Regions from separate parts of the Mus musculus genome. Here all the other regions are linked to region 3. A link is a contact called in public HiCAR-type and promoter capture Hi-C data. All regions are on one chromosome and are shown on one strand. The core of a region is the stretch at or near the end of the contact, and the rest is flanking DNA. Distances in the headings are between cores, read along the strand shown. Region 1 overlaps Gm34960 (a long non-coding RNA gene). Region 2 has its middle 42 kb from the start of Gm34960. Region 3 holds the start of Fip1l1 (FIP1 like 1 (S. cerevisiae)).

Region 1 (2,700 bases), core at 13-2,512, 740 kb after region 3:
ACACAGGGCAGCAGGGACATAAGGCAGCAGGTCTCATTGTATCCATTCTCAGAAAGCAGAAGGTAGAACAAAGACCCAAACTATCAAATCTCAGGACTTGTCCCTAGAGACTCATTTCCCCCAGCAGGACTCCACCTCCTAAAATCTTCCACAACCTTCTAAAAGAGTTCCGCCATCTGAGAACCGAGTATTCAAGCACACACCACAGCATGCTGGGTGGCTAGGGGTTTGCCTGGAGGATTTTAAGAATCCAAATTGGAGAAATTAGAGGGTATAGTTTTGGGTTTATGGTTTTACTATATTCCCAGATATAATAAAGTTCTTGCTAGTCATTCCTGTTTGGGAACATCTTTGTGCCCACAGTAGGGTTGGGGCCCAAAGGAACATTCAAGACAGGCTTTACTCTGATGAGAGATCTCCTATAGCATCAACACTGGAAATACATGGATGGAAGAGGAGAAATCAGTTTTCAGTGTCTGGAGCTGGATGCTGGTCTCTGGAAATGCTAATCTTCAGATGTTGTATGTTCAGTTCCTCAGTATCTAATTAAGGCAGAGATGTCTCCTGCCAGCAATATACTCTGTAACGTGGGAGTTGCATACGCTGTCTGCATGTAATCTATGTGTGTGGGTGCAGGTGCATGTGTGGAGGCCAGAGGACAGCCTCTGCTATCATTCCTCAGATGCTGTCCAGCTTGGGTTTTTGAGACAAGGACTCTCCTAGGTCTACGAACCTCTCAAGTCAGTTAGGCATGCTGTCCAGTGAGCCCTCATGAGAGGGGTTAATGACATCATGAAAGGGCTCTTCTCAGTGAGCTCTCTCACCCTCTTTTAACCATGGAAAGTCACTGGGGTAAGTCAGCAGTCTGAATCCTGAAGAAGTGATCTCACCAGAACCCAATCACATCCTACCCAGGCCACAGACTTCCAGCCCTTGGACTGTAAGATTAAATACCTGTTGTATGCGAGCCATCAACCAGTCCCTTGTATGTGCAGCAGCCACTGAACTTCTTGCTATAACACCTGGCTTCCTTTTCTAGAGTCAAGGTATCTTGCAGCCTCCATGGTTAGAGAATACATACATGAGACACATACATTAAATGACAGTGCTGTAAGTTATCCAAATAAAAGTTAATAAGGAAGAAAGAGATGCAGAACCCAGGGTCTTTTCTGTACAATTGCCTCTCCAGCACACATGCTGGGATCATAAACAATTCCAGTGGTAGTGGGAGAGGGAGCTGGTTTCCTGGAGCCCGGTGCTGCCGACCATATGGAGCAGCAGAAGTCTGCCAAGGACACTTCATGGTGAAATAACATGCAGCTGCTGCCTGGGTTGCTGCTTTCAGTCAGTTTCAGAGCTAGGAAAGGGGGAGAAAGATCCCACCAGGCTGCAGCTTCAGAATCCAAAACAAAACCTTGTTAGATGTGATCCAGCTTTGTTGGCCCAGGTACAGAGAGGTGAAGATATTTCAGATAAAAAGATGGGTTCACCAAGTTCTCAGTAGAAGCTCACCTTTTGGTGGGGCATCATGAATAATCAAGGATTGAATGTGTGTGTGTGTGTGTGTGTGTGTGTGTGAAGATGGTGTCTATGAAGGCATACACTATAATGTATGTGTACATGCATATATATATGTTATATGTTAACATATATGTTAAGCAATTTTGATTAGAACCAAGGAGAATAGTGTTAAGAGATGAACCCAGATGTGGTCCTTGCTTTGTGGTTTACAAACTAATCTCTCCAATGTAATCTGAGAAACTGTCCCTTAAAATAACTAGGGAGAAAGGAAAACCCTTTTCTCTAGGGAGAGCAACAGAAACAAGCCGTTGTCAGTGCATAGGAGGAGGTATAAGTTTGAAATGTAACTTAGTTGCCAGGCGAGAAAGAAATTCCTTTAATTGATAAAGGAGGCCTTTGGGATTTCTGAATTGTTTGCATTGATGTGGTATTGTCTTGTGGGCCTCAAAAGAGCTGTGATCTCCTCCAGACCCTGCCACATACATACCACATATCCTTATTCTGATTTTCACAGAAGTCTGCCAGATAGGTACTACTCAGCTCTGTTCTGTGTCCATTCTCTCTCTTGGTTAAACTGGGGTGAAGGAAAGATGTGATAGAAAGAAAAGAAGTGTTTCCAGACATCATGGTCTGTCGTTTGTCTGCTTGACTATTATGGTCTTGCAGGAAAAGTACGGAGAAGTCATGGGTGAATTTCCTACATGCTGAGAGGTGAACTACCCTACATGTCATGGAACAGAGCCCAATGGCCAAGACCAAGACCGATGGTCTTGATTTCAAAGCACAGACTCAGAAGTCAGAACTCTGGGACAGGACAACATACATATAAAGGTGCAGCCAGGATGGATGGACCTTATTACCATCAGCATCCTAGATAAGATACTACTTATAGATAAAGTCTGACACAACAGACTTTCTAACAGATGGTATCATTATAAAGGCCACAGTTGAGGTGTAACAAGCAAGTCCCAAAGGCTAAAATCAACTGGGACCAAAATACATACTTTTCAATGGGAAAGATGCAGGTATAAAGACACATTGGCCCAGCCGTAACTGATCTGGTGGTGTGGCCAGAACCTTTGCATTTTGTGCTTTCTTAGCCAGAATACACATTGTAGGTCAGAGTAGATATCTCCAATGGAAGACCAAATTAGCATACATGAATATTAAATATTAAAT
Region 2 (2,700 bases), core at 110-2,609, 770 kb after region 3:
GGATCCTCTACTGTGGTGTCTATTGTTTGGTAGATCACTGTCTCATTGTCTGAGCCACCACCACACACATACACACACAAGCACACATACACGCACACACATGCATGCACTGGGGTGTGTGTGTGTGTGTGTGTGTGTGTGTGTGTGTGTGTTTGAGACAAAGTAGCTTCACTATATAGCCCAATATAGCCTGGCTACCCTGGCACTCAATATGTAGAACAAGCTGGCCTGGAACTCCCAGAGACCTTCCTTCTGAGTGCTGGGGTTAAATGTATGTATCACCATGTTGTGTGCCCTCCTGTCATGGGGTCTTTGTCTTAAATGAACTCCTTCCTTCTCAAGCTAATCAATGCTGGTTCATGTTTCAGTTAAAGCGCCAATATCAGTCTCTATGGCCCCCTCTGGTAGGAATTGAAGTGAGGGTCACCTCAATAGACTCCCCATATCCTCTCCCATCCCAGGTCTCCAGCTAGTCACCAGAGATACCTGATATTCACGTACCTGCCAACCAGAGACTTGGAGGGGGCGGGGCTGTCTTCAGCAACTAGCTCAGGGCCTATTTCATAATAGGTGCTCAATAAAAATACGATGAAATCCTTCTCAAGCTTCTACAAGAAAATTAAATGGAATAGAAAATAAACCGGTGGGACCGTCTCATGTGAGAAGAGCAACCTTCGGAAAGAGAAAGCTTGTGTAGCCTGTGCGTAGCAGTGTGCCTTTGTGGTCTCCATGTTATATATGTGAAGTGGCAATCTCAGGCAATGTCAGACACTGAATGCTGAATACCCTTCATTCTCCGAAGGAAAGCAAATTCTAAACGCATCTTGCACTTTGTCAGCATGCAGGGAAATGATGTTGCTGCCAGTGTAAGGAGCAACAATGATATCAGCAAGATTGCCAGGGCTGAAGAAGCCAAAACATGGTCCTGTTTTAACCCAGCAGCCTCCAACCCACATCCCACCCAGCAGGAGGCCAAACCTTTAGCAAGGAAAGACATAGTTTTTTTTTTTTTTTCCAAAAGAAGGACATAGCTCTAAAGCCCATGTGCTTAAGCAAGACCACCCAAGGGTCTAAGATATTTCTTCTTCTCAGTAGACCACTGATTCTCAACCTGTGGGTCATGGCCCCTTTGGGGGGGTCACATGTCAGATACACTGCATATTTACATTACAATTCATAACAGTAGTAAAATTACAGTCATAAAGTAGCAAGGAAAATAATGTTAAGGCTGGGGTCACCACAACATGAAGTATATTAAAGGGTCACCGCGTTAGGAAGGTTGAGAACCACAGCTGTAGAAGAAGTTTTGCTTGATGAGTGAGTGCTTCTGGGACACACAAAGCCAGCTCTTGAGTTTCTGCTTCAAGCTCCAATTGTTACCAGAGAGGAACCTTGAAACGTGGCTGTGACAACTGGACACTGAAGAAGGATGGAGCACAGAAACGCTTAATTGGAACAGCATTGACTTTGTCTGCAGCAAGTATCCTTTGTGATGTTGCCCTGCATTAAAAAAATTTTTTTAATCCCCTCTTGGGTTTCATGCTTTCTGAACGAATGCTTGGAGAATAAGAATACTAGAGGAATTTCTCCAGAAACCCTGAGTGGGAAGCTTCAACACAGTGGCCAGTTGTGCTGACAGGGAATTCTAGCCAGATGGGTGGGGTGGGTGCAGGGCAGAGACAGGACTGCAGGCTCAGCAAAGCACAATGAGAACATTTGGGAAGTGTTTTCCATGAATAGAACACCCCCCCCCCTCCAACGCAGGGCCAATTGAACGGTGGAGCTCTGCTGACATCTAGTGCACAAACCCATGGAGCCTCGCTGAAACGAAGCATCTCAGGCTTAGGGATGGATGCGAGGGAGAGAAACCACAGCATGGAAAACCCTATGCGGTATCTCATTCACTTTTGCATCATTACCCTAAGAGGACGTCAGAGAAACTCATCCATTGTGTTTCATACAGGGGGAAACTGAGGATTGGAGAAAGAAATGTTGTGATTCTCAAAATGATGTATAAGAAGTGCTAGAAGAGACCACTTGAAGAAAGAAGGATTTTTTTTTTTTTTTTTTTGCTCATGTGATATGAAAGGTATGGCAGTGTCACAGCCTGCGGTTGGGGCAGTGGGAGCATGGGCTGCTGGTGACATCACCTGAGCAGTCTAGGACACAGAAGAGATTCAGTCATAACTACAAGCTTATGCCATAGGGCTCCCCCACTGTGTCCACTTCCTCCAACAAGGCCCTGCCTCTTAAAAGTCCCCAAATCTCCTAAAATAGCACAGCTAGCTGGGTATTCAAATCTATGATCCTGTGTGTGTGTGTGTGTGTGTGTGTGTGTGTGTGTGTGTGTGTGTGTGTGTGTTTGTATTTGTGTGTGTGAACCAAGTACTCAAATATATGATCCTGTGTGTGTGTTTCTGTGTGGTATGTATGAGTGTGTGTGTGTTGTGGTATGTGTATGTGTGTATGTGGCAGAAGGGGGCTAGAGGGAGAGAGGAGGAGAGGGAAAGGGAGAGGGAGAGAGGGAGAGAGGGAGAGAGGGAGAGAGGGAGAGAGGGAGAGAGAGAGGGAGAGAGGGAGAGAGGGAGAGAGAGGGAGAGAGAGGGAGAGAGGGAGAGAGGGAGAGAGGGAGAGAGAGGGAGAGAGAGGGAGAGAGGGAGAGAGGGAGAGAGGGAGAGAGGGAGAGAGGGAGAGAGGGAG
Region 3 (2,700 bases), core at 178-2,677:
AAAGTAAATAAAGAAACCAAGCTTAAGCAACAAGTAGTATAGAAATCTGAAGGGAAGATCACAAGCACTAACCTAGATCCTTTGCCAAGTCACTGTGCACATGCACGTCCCACGGGCCTACAAGCATAGCCAAAGTTAGATCACTTCATAAGCAAGACACATCTCTTATGGAAAGAAATACAAGGGGATTTACACATCATGCTAAGAGAAACCCCACACATTTCACATTTTAAGGGTAGTACCGATGCTGTCTTTCCACTAAAGAAATAATCAATTTTACAAGTTTATCGGAGTTTCATTACTAAAAGGCTGCTTAAGACGCTAACGTTCACTTTTATATAATCTATGAAATTTATGTCAAGAATGTATGCTCTAGGAAAGAACAAAATACTTTCAAATCTGGTATAACAGCCAAGGGGGATTACGACTTAAAGTTAAAACTCAGACATCAGACATGTCCCCTACAAAAACAAAGTACATGACGCATTAAATTTGGGGACACAAACACAAAACACCGAATACAAGCCTATGGGAAGAGTCACGAGATACAACTATGACGTGGACTATACAGGGCTCTTTAAAAAGCAAAAAACAAAAAATAAAAACAAAAACAAAACACTTCACCTTAATACAGGCCACAATTCAGGGTTTTCTTTATGGACCACAGTGTATTTCATCTGTTTCTTTTAATTAATACTTTTAAAGCACGACTTTCAGACAAGGAGGTACCCTTGCAGGTGCATCCCATACAAACTGACCATCAAGAAACAAGACGTTAGTTTCATTGCACTGACTTTATTTAGCTGCTATTACAGAATGACGGTTTCTGAAAGAAAGGGACGAGGAGGGGCACCCCATAGCCACTGAGCAAGAGAGACACCAAAGCGGCTCAGAATCGATAAAGAGCATGAATAGAGAGCGCAGAAGCGAGGAGGCCCGGGCGGTGCGGAGGAGGGCGACGCAGGGCTGCCCGGCCTCCTTGGCCCGCGTCCACCGCGCGGTGAGTGCCTGCGGGTCCGGGCGAAGGCCGGGAGCAGGCCGCACTCGGCCTAACCAAGGCCGGTTAGGGCCAATACGAGAGGCCTCGGACGCCTGGGCCTGAAACGCTGGGAGGAAGGCCAGAGAGAACCGGGGAGACAGACAGGAAGTTCCGTACCGCCATACAGCCACTCTTCCTCCTCATCCCCTCCGGTCCCGCCGCTCAGCTCCACCAGGCGCTCCACCTCGCCGGCCGACATGGCCGCCCCACGCACAAGTTAAAGGCGGCGGCCAACAGCTCTCTCAACCCCTTTTTCCAGCCTCGCCGTCCCAGGGCGCGAGAATGGGAGGGAAGCCGCCGGTAAGCGAACGAAGAGCGCGAGACTCAAATCTGGGGCCAACCTCGGTGGAGGCGGCGACCCTGAAGAGTCAGCGACCGATCCGTCTGCGCATGCGCCGCAGGCACCCAAGCGGCGCGGCGTCTCTAGGTGGTTACGCTTCCGCGGCGGCGGGCACCTGGGCCTCTCATTGCGCAAGCGCCGCGCGATTGGCTCCTCCCCCTCCCCGCCCCACCCCAAGGATTCTAGCTTAGCTTCTCAAGAGTGGCTTTCTCTGGGGCTTCTGGTCTTCTTTGAAGTTCCCTTCCCCCAACCTTCCTCCCACTCCCCAGTTCCCTTTGCTACACCATTGTTCTTTTCTGTCCCTGTTGCCTTTCTCCCTCCACTAGTCTATTTTAAAATCCTGAAGGCCAGCATCCCGCACGGGTTTGACTGAACCACAATTGTCAATTCGTCGAAATTTTAACAACCAACAAAAGAAAAATTTAATATATAAAGGATGCGTTCTCTTTGTTTAAAAAATTATTAGTATTGGGCATAGTGGCACTTGGTAGGCAGAGACAAGTCACCCTGGTCTACATAGTGAGTTCCAGGATAGCCTGGGCTATACAGGGAGACTCTGTGGCCGGAAAGTTTTATTTAAGTTACTTAAACTGGTCATCTGAGTGGAGGGAACCTTGGTTGTGAAAATACCTCCATAAGATCGGGCTGTAGACAAACCTGCAGGGCATTTTCTTAATTAGTGATTGATGAGGAGGGTCGAGCGTTAGACTTTATCTGTATCACTTGATTCCTCGTTACCTGAGTAGATCACGAGGGTTTTAATTCTTCTTAGTTTTGAACTCTTGTTTGCTATGCCCTGTTCCCCTGTAGGAAATTCTTAAATTGTTTCAACTTCTGTGTACAATTTCCTCGTAAAAATCTTCCCTGAATTCAACAAATATGTATGAAAGTCTACCCAAGTACTAGGAACTCTTCAAGACTATATAGATTGGCGGTTAAAAAAAAAATCCTTTCTTTCATGAAGCCTTTATTCTAATGGAAGATGATAGACACATCATGTTGATAAGGATTTAAAAATAATAGTAGCTGTAAAAAGACCCACGGCCAAGTGATTAAAAGGGAGGTATAATCTAATATCACGTGGTAATTAATTAATTAATTAAAATAAGTAGATCCCTTAATGGAGAAGGGCTGTAAGCTCTGTGGGTTTCTGCATGGGGGCTACTTGACAAGGAGATTAGGAACATGCAAAAGGCCCAGAGACAGAGAAGTTCCAGGCACCCAACTGCATTTGGAGTAGAGTGAAAGGCAAATGTAGATAAACTGAGTATGCAGATGGGGTGAGCAGGGTTGGGGTGAGGGGAGTAGAGCAGAGCTAAAC

The links. Promoter capture Hi-C pulls out the DNA fragments that hold promoters and counts their contacts. HiCAR-type assays count read pairs that join an accessible place to other places.
Region 1: a promoter capture Hi-C map of hippocampal neurons shows a contact between it and region 3, with 2.1 times the contacts expected there. The contact joins the enhancer-like site here to the promoter of Fip1l1 in region 3. A contact is called at or near these places in 3 of 39 promoter capture datasets (hippocampal neurons, liver and maxillary cranial neural crest) and 2 of 115 datasets of contacts at active chromatin or transcription factors (fibro-adipogenic progenitors and neural tube).
Region 2: a contact with region 3 is called in a HiCAR-type map of fibro-adipogenic progenitors, with 4 times the contacts expected there. The contact joins the enhancer-like site here to the promoter of Fip1l1 in region 3. A contact is called at or near these places in 6 of 39 promoter capture datasets (the 3T3-L1 cell line, 3T3-L1-derived adipocytes, cranial neural crest and 3 more), 3 of 484 Hi-C or Micro-C datasets (cerebral cortex, cortical glia and cortical neurons) and 4 of 115 datasets of contacts at active chromatin or transcription factors (astrocytes, embryonic forebrain, embryonic limb bud and 1 more).

Annotation. Positions count from the first base shown.
Region 1 is chr5:73,794,998-73,797,697 of GRCm38.p6, reverse strand. Gm34960 (a long non-coding RNA gene) reads left to right here. Exons shown (of 3, transcript XR_377026.3): 3 at 1-173. Among named protein-coding and RNA genes, the nearest start is that of Gm34960, 8.3 kb to the left of the region's middle. Within about 2 kb of position 1,262, at least 17 of the 459 cell types and tissues checked have an H3K27ac peak or open chromatin away from gene starts, as enhancers often do. A contact at or near this core is called in hippocampal neurons, where this site is marked.
Region 2 is chr5:73,760,945-73,763,644 of GRCm38.p6, reverse strand. No RefSeq gene overlaps it. Among named protein-coding and RNA genes, the nearest start is that of Gm34960, 42 kb to the left of the region's middle. Within about 2 kb of position 1,359, at least 63 of the 459 cell types and tissues checked have an H3K27ac peak or open chromatin away from gene starts, as enhancers often do. A contact at or near this core is called in cerebral cortex, cortical glia and fibro-adipogenic progenitors, where this site is marked.
Region 3 is chr5:74,534,218-74,536,917 of GRCm38.p6, reverse strand. It overlaps Fip1l1 (FIP1 like 1 (S. cerevisiae)), which reads right to left and starts at 1,427. Exons shown (of 18, transcript NM_001159573.2): 1 at 1,157-1,427; 2 at 73-117. The coding sequence starts at 1,238.